2 separate regions of the Gossypium arboreum genome follow, and region 2 is linked to region 1. Evidence: chromatin contacts called from public Hi-C data. All regions are on one chromosome and are shown on one strand. Each heading gives the region's core, a stretch centred on a gene start, on an enhancer-like site or on the middle of the called end of the contact. The rest is flanking DNA. Distances are from core to core; before and after follow the strand shown.

Region 1 (6,285 bases), core at 471-2,970:
ATTTTTTTTGGTGAAAAAAGAAACTTAACTAAAATAAACAACTAAAGTTAACATTCAACTACCCTGCCACTCCAACTACTTCCTGAGAGATGCTCAAAATCCAAAATATTGCTACTGGACGGGTCCCAACTATGAGCTGCTCTGTATTTAAATTTTATCATTAACAAATATATATATATAGAGAGAGAGATAATACACGAAAATAAAATACGATAAATAACTGAAACCCAATTTTGAAAAAAAGAAAAGAAAAGACGCAAACCTATTAAAATATGCATAAACTAAATTATTGATTTTATGTATTATAAATGGTATTGATTTTCAGTTATAGATATTATAAATTATAAAAAATCTGAAATGCCCTTATTCAATAACAGCATATTATTGTAGTATGGCTCGGCTGCCGACCACACCTATCCCAACGTTTTCCTTTTGGGTGGGGAGAAACGGATGGAAAGAGATAAGAAACGAAAGAAGATAAAAAATTGTTTTTTGGTTTCATGCTTGGAATGGAGAGTGAGAGAACCAAAAAATTTGTGTTTATGGTTTCATGCTTATTCAATAACAGCATACCTACAATAGGCCAATAATACATTTGTGTGTCTTTAAATGGAACCCATTTCAATTGTCATTTAGCTCTCACTTAAATTAAAGATAGCTTTTGTGGCAAGCTAAATTCAGGGCTTGAATAAATATAAGTATATTAATATTATTAATATTATGTTTAGGCTTGACTTAACTTATTGGATAAAAATACTTACCTTATAAAGTAAATTATATTATTTTGAAGATTTTTATTATTCTATATAAGAAATAATGGGTATCATAAGTTAATATTAATTAAATGTTTAGTGAAATATTTTGGATAAAATATTTGTATAGAGTTTTAAAGTATTATATTAAAATAATATTATAGATTTATTTTTAATATATTTTAAATTAAATAATATATAAAATAATAAATATAAAATATTATAAATTTAAAAATAAGTCGAGTTGAACTCAGTTCTTAAATGTTCAAATCTAAACTCGAGTTTAATTTTTTCCTCAAACCCTTCTATTTAACTTAATATTTTTAATTAAATCCTCTCAAATTTTACTTAAACCCTTAGAAATTTTACTTAAACCCTTCGGAAGGTCTTTTAACGAATATGCAAAAGTGGCACTAATTTCAAATAGTAATTTTAAATACAAACCTCAGCGCATAGACAAAATTGTAGAAACCTGAGCTGGCTTTCAACCACTGAATCCAGATTAATAGTTTGGGTTGAGCAGGTTTGGTTTCAAGTTGAATATTAGTGCTTTGTTATTCTTTATCCTTTGATTTTAATGGAATTTGACAAGTGGGTAGAAAAGAAAAGAAAACGAACCGGTTATTCCAGCGAAACGGAGCGATTCTTCGATCATTCGGATCTGGGCAGCTGGATGATCGGAGCCTGAAACATTGGAATCTGGATCGTAAAAACCATGATGCATATGGTCACCCCAAATGTCTTCCCAAAGCCCAGACGACTGGTCGTAGAACTCCGCTATCCCTTCCTGCAACGAGCACGCCCGATGCATGTGCGCATCGAGCGTGCTCGTTGCAGCAGTCTCGCCATGCGTCGTCATAAGTCTTGCCTGCCACGGAAAATACAAATAAGGGAATCGGAATGGGAATGGGAAGTTTGTAAGCAGATGTCACTTATTTATAATAATTTTTATCCACTTGAGTCATGGTGGTGGCTGCAGTTTTGTGATTGTGGGAGTGTATGAAGGGTAAAATAGAGAAAAATAATGGAATTGAAGTTTGCTTCCAATCAATGTCAATGTCATGGTTTTAAATAGAACCGGTCAGGTGAGGTGAGGTGAAGTGAATAATTTCAGTAAATATTTGCCCTACTTTGTCCCTTACTCTTTAAAATATTTTATTTTCCTTCTCACACACAATATATTTCTAGCATATGACATGGTTTTTTTTTTTTATTAATATTAATTCAATAAGAAATAATAAAGGTTTGATAGATGTCATGATATAAAAGAAGAATAAAAACAAGATACACCGGTACCATAGGAAGGCATTGTAGTATGGCTCGGCTGCCGACCACACCTATCCCAACGTTTTCCTTTTGGGTGGGGAGAAACGGATGGAAAGAGATAAGAAACGAAAGAAGGTAAAAAATTGTTTTTTGGTTTCATGCTTGGAATGGAGAGTGAGAGAACCAAAAAATTTGTGTTTATGGTTTCATGCTTATTCAATAACAGCATACCTACAATAGGCCAATGATACATTTGTGTGTCTTTAAATGGAACCCATTTCAATTGCCACTTTAACTCTTACTTAAATTAGGGATAGCTTTTGTAGCAACTTAAATTCAGGGCTTGGACAAACATAAAGTATATTAATATTATGTTTAGGCTTGACCTAACTCATCGGATAAAAACTTACCTTACAAAGTAAATTATATTATTTTGAAGATTTTTATTATTCTATATAAGAAATAATGGGTATCATAAGTTAATATTAATTAAAGTTTAGTGAAATATTTTGGATAAAATATTTGTATAGAGTTTTAAAGTATTTATAATTTAATTATTAAATGATATAATAATTTTTATTTTGATATAATATTAAATATATGGGAGGAGGTGTGAGAGGAATAATTTTAGCTTTTTACTTAAATAATACAAAAAAATTAATAATTGAAATGACATATCTATTAGATTATATACTAAAATAATATGATCTTATTAGTACCGCCGTCAAATTGGCGATACTGAATTAAAATGTATTCAAAGAATTGATATGCAAATTTTTCATATTAAGTGGCTACTAAAAAAAAGTGAAAGGGTGCCCGTGGAAGCACCAAACCTTAAATTTTACATAAATTTATTTATCATCTATGTTGTGGGTTGCTATATCTAATTATTATTAGAATAACAAAGCCGCACTCACCCACCACGTGGTGAGTGATTAAAACTTAAATAATATATATATATAATTACTTTTAAGAAATAAATTTTTAAGAGAGGAAGGATAGTTTTTAGAGAGCGTATGGTAAATGTTAGAGATAAGCTTTTTGGGGTATGAAATAGTTTTCCTTTATTATTTTAATTTTATGTTTCTTTTTCCTCTGAATTGATGTGTGGCTCAAGACACCAACGTTTGAGAAGCTTCATGAATAGTACTTATTTTTATTTAAAAATAAGTAAATTAATTATTGTATTTTATATTTAAAAATTAAATTTTTATTAAAAATTTTAGTACTATTAAAAATTAGTATGATTAATAGAATAACTAAATAATAACATGTAGTATACCATGTTTACCTTATATTAACATCTAGAGATTAATTTTTAACGGTAAAATAGATAAATTTTAACAAAAAGATCAGTTTACTCTTTATTCTAATCTAGAAATTAACTTCCGTAAAAAAGTAAAATACAATTGATATTTTTATTAGTTATATGCTACTCCAATTACTTACCGCCAAAGGAGGTAGCGGCCGAAGAATGGACCACAAATGGATATCATGTTTCCTTGTCTTGTTATTCTGTGAATTGGTTCCAACACCAACACCAGTAGAGAAGAAGAACTTCTCTTGCCTCCACCTTCCTATTCTATCTATCCAGCATAAACAGCAAATGCAACCCCTCTGCTCCCGCCCATTAACTACATTTGTCCCTTCCTAATTAACCTATCTATTTTGGTGCTCTCGGCGTAGAAACTATCGCCGATTCATTCACCACCTTCCCTCACCATACCCTTTTGTAGTTCCTACGTATTATTACTACTAGCTATCCAACTAAATGAGGTTAAACCATCTGCTATTTCTAAGTTTAGGAGCTCATTCTTATACAAAAATACATGCAACTGCTCTTATAGTTATAAAATTCAGTACATATTAATATTAAAATAGTCATTTATAAAATATATAAGCAATTTATTCCTTATATTATTTTTAAAATTTTGAATTTTGATATATTTTTCAATATTAAGTCAACATTTTTTAATCTAAATTCAAGTTTATTAACTATAATCTTTTCCAAGATCCGTCGATCAAAAATATTTTCTCTATTACCATCAAAATAATATAGATATATATTAAGCTATTAATCACAAATGAAATTATTTTGAAGTGATATATAGTATTATAATTCTTAACTGAGTTTGGTTTTGATTCAATTTAAAAGGAAAAGACGCGGAAAGGAAAATACAAATAAGGGAATGGGAATGGGAATGGGAAGTTTGTAAGCAGATGTCACTTATTTATAATAATTTTTATCCACTTCAGTTATGGTGGTGGCTGCAGTTTTGTGATTGTGGGAGCGTATGAAGGGTAAAATAGAGAAAAATAATGGAATTGTAAGTTTGCTTCCAATCAATGTCAATGTCATAGTTTTACATAGAACCAGCCAAGTGAAGTGAGGTGAGGTGAGGTGATGTGAGGTGGATGCTGTGAATAATTTCAGTAAATATTTGCCCTACTTTGTCCCTTACTTTTTAAAATATTTTATTTTCCTTCTCACACACAATATATTTCTAGCATATGATATGGTTTTTTTATTTATTTATTTATTAATATTAATTCAATAAGAAATAATAAAGGTTTGATAGATGTCATGATATAAAAGAAGAATAAAAACAAGATACACCGGTACCATAGGAAGGCATTGTATTATGGCTCGGCTGCCGACCACACCTATCCCAATGTTTTCCTTTTGGGTGGGGAGAAACGGATGGAATGAGATAAGAAACGAAAGAAGATAAATAATTGTTTTTTGGTTTCATGCTTGGACTGGAGAGTGAGAGAACCAAAAAATTTGTGTTTATGGTTTCATGCTTCTTTCTATTTATTTGTTTTTCTTTTACATATAATTTGAGGTTGTGAATTAGAGGTTTCAATTCTTCTTTCAAGAGTTTGAAGTGTAACTGTTTATTTTTAGTGGTATTAAAATAGTAGCTTCGAATTATAATTTCGACGTATGAATCTATAAATATTAATTATTTAATATTTGAAAGATCATTAGTGTCATATAAAAATTCGGTTTAGAATTTTTTAATTTTGATTGATTAATTAAAAGATAATAAATGGTTTTAGAAGTTTGACCTTAGAACCGAAACACTATAGTTAAGGACAAGCAAACTTTCGGCCAAAACATTTTCAATTGCATGGTATGGAATGTAGATATATTTTTAGAGATTTTTATAATTTTGAGATCGTTATAGCTTAATCTAGCTAGTACAAGAATTATTTTGTGAAATTGTCAAAGTTTAGAAAAATTACCATTGATGTTCTTGAAGTTTTCTTGATGTGCATGCTTGGGTTGGAAGCTTAATGGTGATTTTGAGTGAGTTTGTAAAGTAATTTGGTATAATTTTTATGTTTAGGGATTTAATTGAGAATAATGAAAATATGACATGTTTTTTCTTATGAAATTGTAGCATGTAAGGACTGATTTGGAGTTGTAAATTCGATATAATGGGAATAAATTTTTAATTGTGAAAATAATCTTATTTTAGTCTTAGAGATTAAATTGAATAAAATGTAAAAGTTTGGACAAAATTGAAAACTTGTAAATAGGATGAAATATGTACTAAATTGAGTTTTAAATGAAATTGAAGCTAATAAATTGAAATGAACTATTTTATAGATCAAGAACAAGTAGATAACCGAGGAAAAGGGAAAGTTATTGAATAGTTCTTGAACTTTTACTGTCTCTTCAGTTTAGCCCTGGTAAGTTTGTACGGTTTTGTTAAAATAAATTGAAATGTTATTTTGATATTGTGTTGTGGTTGCTGGATAATTTAGATATAATTGAACTATTATAATTTGATGGGAGTTAAGAAACTAAATGATTTAAATATTATTAATCCGATGATATATTGAGCCCGAATGAACGTATGATAGGATACAATTGACTTGCCAATAGGTTATATTGCCCAGGGTATGGGGTTGATTTGCGATTTGATGATAACTTTTGATTTGTTACTTTCCACTGAATATATCGGTGTCCAGCATTTGTTGCGGACTATCATGTTATATTTACAATGATTCTGGTGTGTTTTTGGGAGGATATAAAGCTTATAGGCTTGACACTTAGCGTCTAGGTGTGTTCTTGTAACACCCTACACCTAAGTCCTACGCCAGGACGAGATGCGAGGCATTACCACACTTAAACACATGCATTCTAACATTCTCGAATCATAAAAAAAAAACCAAATTTAAAACTTTTTCAAACTTCATCTAAATTTCTTAATATGGGCCTACGAGGTCTTAAATGACCATTGGAAAATCATTCGGG
Region 2 (6,523 bases), core at 1,561-4,060, 730 kb after region 1:
TATTGCTGATCTATACTAATTTACTCAGACTCAAATGCGATTATCATATATTCAAATTTTCAAAGCCGGGTATTCAGAGGATCATATTCTAGTACCTTTGTTGGAGCATGTGTCAGATGCAGATACTTCAAGCAAAAAGAAGAATCAGAGTACAATAGGGTATAAAGATTTCAAACAGGAAAAAATTATCAGCAATGGCTCAGATTCTGTTTGCTATTGGTGCCTTCTTTGAATTCTGTATTATGCCCACAGCACGGCTAAATCCTAGTATAGTGCAATATTTTATCAATTTATTTAGTTAATTCGTCGAGATATGAACATTGATACATAGCAAGGACAAAATTTACAGAACTACTCTGCAACAAGCCAACAACCAAGAACCCCCTGGCTATAGTAAGAACAAACACATGGATGAAGTCTTACAGAAGATTTGCTAGAAATTTCAACATGACTCGTGTAATAGGGTTCTACATATAATTGAGTTTAGGAATTAAACTACAAAAGCATAACCAAAAATGGCATGAAGCATAAAACTAAGGACAGCAATATTCACGACCAAATGGTCTGTGAAAAATGATTCCAATAATTGCCTTATCCATCTCTTCCATATTAAAAGTTCAATCATTGAGAATATAAGAACCAGAAAGAAATGTGCAGAAGAAGAAAACGGCATACAAAGGCTTGTTTACAAGCTGGTAAGGAATAAAATAGTACATGTTTCCATTGGACAACTGAACCATAGAGAATAGGTACTATGCTAACAGAAGTTTTGCCAACCAACGAAAAAGGTAATACAAATTTAAGTGTAGAATTGATGCCAACATAATTAACCTACATCAGTACATCTTACAAAGTAACATCTTCAATAGTTTTGACTTCTGCTCATCTCCTTATATTAATTATGTTCATCCTTTAGGAAGATTAAAACCGTTAAGAAGACTAACCTTCAAAAATTACTAGGTGACTGGCATCTAGTATATTTAGGTGGTTGGCACCCTGAATATTTACTGTTTCTTTATCAAGTTGCTTAACCAAGGTAAACAGAGCTCTGTTTCACCATCCGATCAAGCAGAAAACTACAACTTTTGACCTATTTAAGGCAACAAACTTTACTTTGGCTTCAGCAGAAAGCCATATGAAACTAGCATATATAATTATAAATGCACATTGACACCCAGCATATATGAACCAAAACATTTTACTGCAAAAAGAACACCACAAAGCTCTAATTAACCAACATAGCAATATCCAGCTCCACAAAACCACAAACAAGCTGCAAAACATCCATAAAATAATAATTAAGAAATGGGGGATTGAGCACCTCTATTGCCTTGCTAGGTGCAACCCGAATCACGTTAACAAAATTACCCCTAAACAACCCCTTCCACCCATCAGTCTGCACTATATTATTGAAAACTTCAAGTGTCGAACTTCCACTACTCCCAACCATCAAATGCGTCCTTATGGTCTCCAATGGTGCCACGCAAGTCCTTGAAACCGCCCCAGCTATGGCACCGCTTATTAACCTCCTCAATGAAGGATTAGAAACCTTGATTTTTAGTTTTAATCCAACTTTCTTCTTTGTCTTGGAAGCTGCTTCACCTTCTGCTACTCCAACAACACGTGTTTCCTCTTGTGATGGTAAATAATTCAGAAAAAAATCGGAAAACGGTGCTTTGATTCCACCATTGTCACGGGGACTTGGGGAATCCGGGGATACGCCAAATTCTATTCCCATCTGACCAACGCTTGCAAATAACCCACCTGGATAAACATTATTCTGATCCAGACTCCATTGAGACCCCGAATTACATACAGAGAAAAACCCATCTTTCTTGTCATCAAGCATCTGAACTCCTCCCTTGGTCATGATTAGAAACAAAAAATTTAAAAAAAAAAAAGGTCTTTTTCTAGGGTTTATAGAGCACCCAAATCCGTGTTTTTCATTGTTTTAAGAGAAGTGAGCGTGTTTTTGAAGAAATGGGTGGCTAAAAAACTTCAAATTTGAGACAAACCAAGTATTCTAAACAAGCTAAATAGAATAAGAGACAAGAAAAAAGATTAGAATCCTAAACATGGAAGAAACAGGAGGAAGGGAGGCGGAGAGAAGAGAGGAAAGGTGAATGTATCTGATGCTCTCAGGTCAGGGTTTCATATTTTCCTCTTTCTCTCGTATTGGAGAACCCAAAAGCTATATATTATATTATGTTCATATAATATAAAAGTAGTATTTATAGGATTGGGGTCAGCTAGGTTTGGTTTGGTGGGTTTAGTGGGGAAGTGTTAGGTTTTATTTTGCGGTACTTACAATCTAACAAGCGGAGTGAATGTGAATATGAAGGTGTTCTGTAGCTTTGGAGATTTCAGTAATTTGTGGCGCCTTCAATATTGGTTTTATAAATGGAAACTGAATGGACAATGAATGCTGCTTATGAATTAATGGAAATATTATCTTTTACTTTTGCGGCCAATTTAGTGATATATAATAAGACCAGCAAAGCAGTTGTAAAAGTAGAGACAAATGTATATAGGTGATCTGATTGCACCTTTCCAGTTACCACTCTAAGGCACTGGATTCTGGAGAAGACAAGGCGGATCCTTGTGCTGCCTGCCGGACATTGCATCTCTCACGGGATCTTTTCTTTTTCCCTTCAGTTTCCGTCAAACATGACAGAGGACACTTGCCACCTTTCACTTCTTCTCTAATACTAACAATTTGACCTTTTTTCCTGCAAAATAGGTTTTGTCCGGTGATGACTAGAGTGGGAACTTATTATAATGGGATTTATTGCAATCTACAGTTAGAAACGAGAGGGGATAATAAGACTGTTGCAATCATTGGAGGAAAAAGTTGGAATCATTTGGGAAACATGCGAATACCATTTCAGTAAAGAAATAACTTATATTAGAGGATGATTTTAAAAGTTTAAAGATTTATAAGAGATAATATTATCAAATTTTAAAAATATAAAATTATTATATATTTATTCATATTTAATCTATTTTTAACTCTAGTTTTTTCTTTTAAAAAACATAGATAATGAAAATAAAAAATCAAATAACTTTGAAACTTTAAAATTTACACAATTCTTGTTACTATTTTCTTGATGCATACAAATTATATTTTTAAGATAATCCTATTATAAGTTATTCTCATCCAAAATAGGTGAGAGAAAATCAAAGCAAAAATTGCATGGAAAGCATTTCCATTTCCATGTAAATGTTGGAGATCGACCCAAAAAAGCACTATAGGCATCACTATCACAGTAAAATGAGAATGAAAATAAAATAAAATAAACTAAGCAAATGTTATTTAAACTCAAATATAAATAATTCAAACAGGAATATTCTGGAAAGTTACTTGGAAAATTTTAGAATTTAGAAGAATTACAGTAAGATCCACCATCTTCATCACCGAATAGAGGTCAAGTACCATTTTTTGTTTTGTTTGTTAATAGTTTTTATTTTTTATTTTTTTACTCAAGTTCTTCAATGTAGAACTGAACCCATATATATATAATTAAAATGAGGATATTTGGAAACTTCTTGAAAGTTATTTGTAAAAATTTCGAAATTATAAGAATTATAGTGAAATCTACCATCTTTATAACATCCTGATTTTGGGCCTAGTTAGAATAGTGGTTTTGAGACCACAAATTCGAAGTAGAAATATTTGTTTTATGATTGTTTTGAGGTCCATGACATGTTTTCATGATTGTGTGAAAGTTTCATGAAGACATTTTGTGAATAAGTGTCCAATTTAACTTTTAGGACTAAATTGCAAAAGTTGCAAAATATGAGATTCTAGAATCTTTAAGTATGAAATAGCTTTGGATTATTAATTAGAGGTATTAAATAGCAATTTTTCCAATTTCTAATTTTATGGACAAAAATGGGCATGCATGGATAAAATTTGAAAGTTTAGTAAAAAGGGCATTTTGGTCATTTGGTTAATAAAAGATTAAAAAGGGAAAAATCAAGCAAAATTTTCTCATCTTTCTCATGTGGGTGCCAAAGTTTCTAAGAAGCCATAGTTAGGGTTTCTTCACTTCCCAAGCTTGATAGTCAATGCACCCTAGCCCCATTTTTAATGTTCTTTGCATTTTTGAAGTTGTCATCAAACAATCTAGCTATTTCTACCATTATTTTGAGCTAGGGTTCATGTTCAAAAACTTACCCATGTGTGACATGCATGTATTTTTATGTTTAATGAAGGAATATGAAAGTTTGATGTGTGATAAACATCTTTTACAAAGAGATTTTTCACGAAAACACCTAAAAAGGACCTTTTCTGTAAAAGTTGTAAAATAGGTGGTAAAAATCTAATTTGAAAGAAAATGTGGGCTGTTATAAGTATGATATAGGTTCGGCTAGGATTGGGTAACAAATGAAATGAGTACATTTCATTTTACGAGCCTAGGGACTAATTTGTAAATATGTGAAAGTTTAAGGGCAAAATTATAATTTTTCCAAAGTATGATTTATGGGCTGTTTTAAGTAATGTGATAATTAAATAACTGAAATTTGCTATAATAGATCAAGAAAAAGGAGTCCGGACCTAAACCGAGGGAAGAACAAAGTTGTGGACTAAATCAAATAGTTAGCCATATTTTGGTACTGAGGTAAGTTCGTGTGCAAATAATTCAACATCATGTTACTATGTAATTAATGCTTTGATATTGCATGAAATGTATATTTGTCTCTATGGATTTGGTTAATGATGACTCGATGACAATCTAATGAAGATTTGGAACTTCGGAATCCCGGTTGAATCCTAGGAATAAATATGATACAAATGTCATGACATTAGGGTTTTTGAGATTCCGTATAAGACCATATTTGGGATATGGCATTGGCATGCGATTTCATGTAAGACTATGTCTGGGACATGGCTTCGAAAATGAGACTTCGTATAAGACTATATCTGGGATATGGCATCGATATGAGACATCGTGTAAGACCATAGCTGGGCTATTGGTATCGATATATGATCCTATGTAAGACCATATCTGGGATACGGAATTGACATCTTACTATGTATATGAGGTTTCCTAGGTATCCTTTAGTATTCCAAGTGGTTCAACGGGTAATCCAAAGATTATGTCAAAGAAATGACAAGGTATGATCATGTTGGAAGGGTACATGTATGTACACAAAGCTCATAAATATTTAAATTATGAATCAATGAGACCTCGATAAGAAGTGAATTAATGAATCATGATCATGAGTTTTATTGTACATTATGTAAATGACATGATTTAAGATGTATCTATGATACTTGATGACATTGTGATAAATTATATTATGTTCTGTGTATAATAATGCATGACAAATGTTGCTAATTATTTACATGCTAACGTACTAAGCTTAAAGCTTACCCCCTTCCTTTTCATCCCTTATAGTGACGCCAAGCTAGCTGGATCGAAAGTTGTCAGAGCATCGATCACACTATCAACTTAGTCTTTTGGGTATAATTGGTTTTGATATTTTAAATATGGCATGTATAGGGGACTTGGTCTTTTTGTTTATATGTCATATTAATTTGGCCCAATGTGTTGGCTAATAATGACTTGATAATTTATTTTGTATATGGCCATGAGATATGGCTTATATTGATTATTGGGTTGTAAGCCTATTTATTCATGCATGCATATGTTTATGCAATTGTGACGTGGATGATGGTTGTGTATATGTGATGAGGTATGTTGTGGCTATGAATGTTTGATGATTTAATTGGGATTTGATTAGTATGATGATAATTAAGATATGAATGTGTAAAATGGAGTAATTTGATGTTACATGTGACAGCCCAAAATTGACCCTAGTCGGAAGGTGGTCTCGGGACCACAAAACCGAGGCATAAAAATAATTAAAAATTTATTTTGATGCCTATAATATGTGTGTGCTCATGTATGACATTTTATGATGATTGATTTAGTGTTATAAGGGTGAATTCCACAAGAAAGGACTTAGTAATGAACTTTGAAAGTATGATAGGAAATGTGTGATGACTAATTAAAGCATGCATGCAAAATAATGGACTTGCATGTCAAATTCCCCTTTTATAGGTGGTGGCGGCCATGACAAGGAGGATGGGCTAAACATGTCATGAAACATGTTTTGTTGGTGCATTAGGGTGAAATAATAAACAAAGGTGTATGGGTGATAAAAAATGAAAAAAAATGTGTGTGAGTGTGGTAATCCCCCATTGCCGTGAGTTGTAGAGAAGGAAAGAAAAAATTTTGTTCATCCTTTCTTGAGCCAAAACTAAGGAAGAAGGAGGATTTTGCTTCATGCTTGGTTTGGAAGAGATCTAGAAGGAGATTTGGCTAAGTTTGCATCAAGATTAAGGTATGTATGAGGTTGTGTTAGGAGTTTCATGCATGTTTTGGTTGCTAACTTGATGTGCATGTTAGCCATGGCTCAAATCTTTGTTAAGCCATGGAAATGGTATTTGGCCAAAGTTGTTATGGTGATAAAGCCATTGCATGCTAAGTGTGAAGCTTGATGATGATGCATGCAA

What was found. Hi-C and Micro-C count contacts between places; a contact is called where the count stands out from the background.
Region 2: a Hi-C map of leaf shows a contact between it and region 1, with 3 times the contacts expected there. The contact joins the promoter of LOC108467333 here to the promoter of LOC108463606 in region 1. A contact is called at or near these places in 2 of 5 Hi-C or Micro-C datasets (both in leaf).

What each region holds. Positions count from the first base shown.
Region 1 is chr2:30,422,346-30,428,630 of ASM2569848v2, forward strand. It overlaps LOC108463606 (probable tocopherol O-methyltransferase, chloroplastic), which reads right to left and starts at 1,721. Exons shown (of 6, transcript XM_017763528.2): 1 at 1,371-1,721. The coding sequence starts at 1,611.
Region 2 is chr2:31,153,253-31,159,775 of ASM2569848v2, forward strand. It overlaps LOC108467333 (adenine nucleotide transporter BT1, chloroplastic/mitochondrial-like), which reads right to left and starts at 2,811. Exons shown (of 3, transcript XM_017767959.2): 1 at 1,322-2,811. The coding sequence starts at 1,870.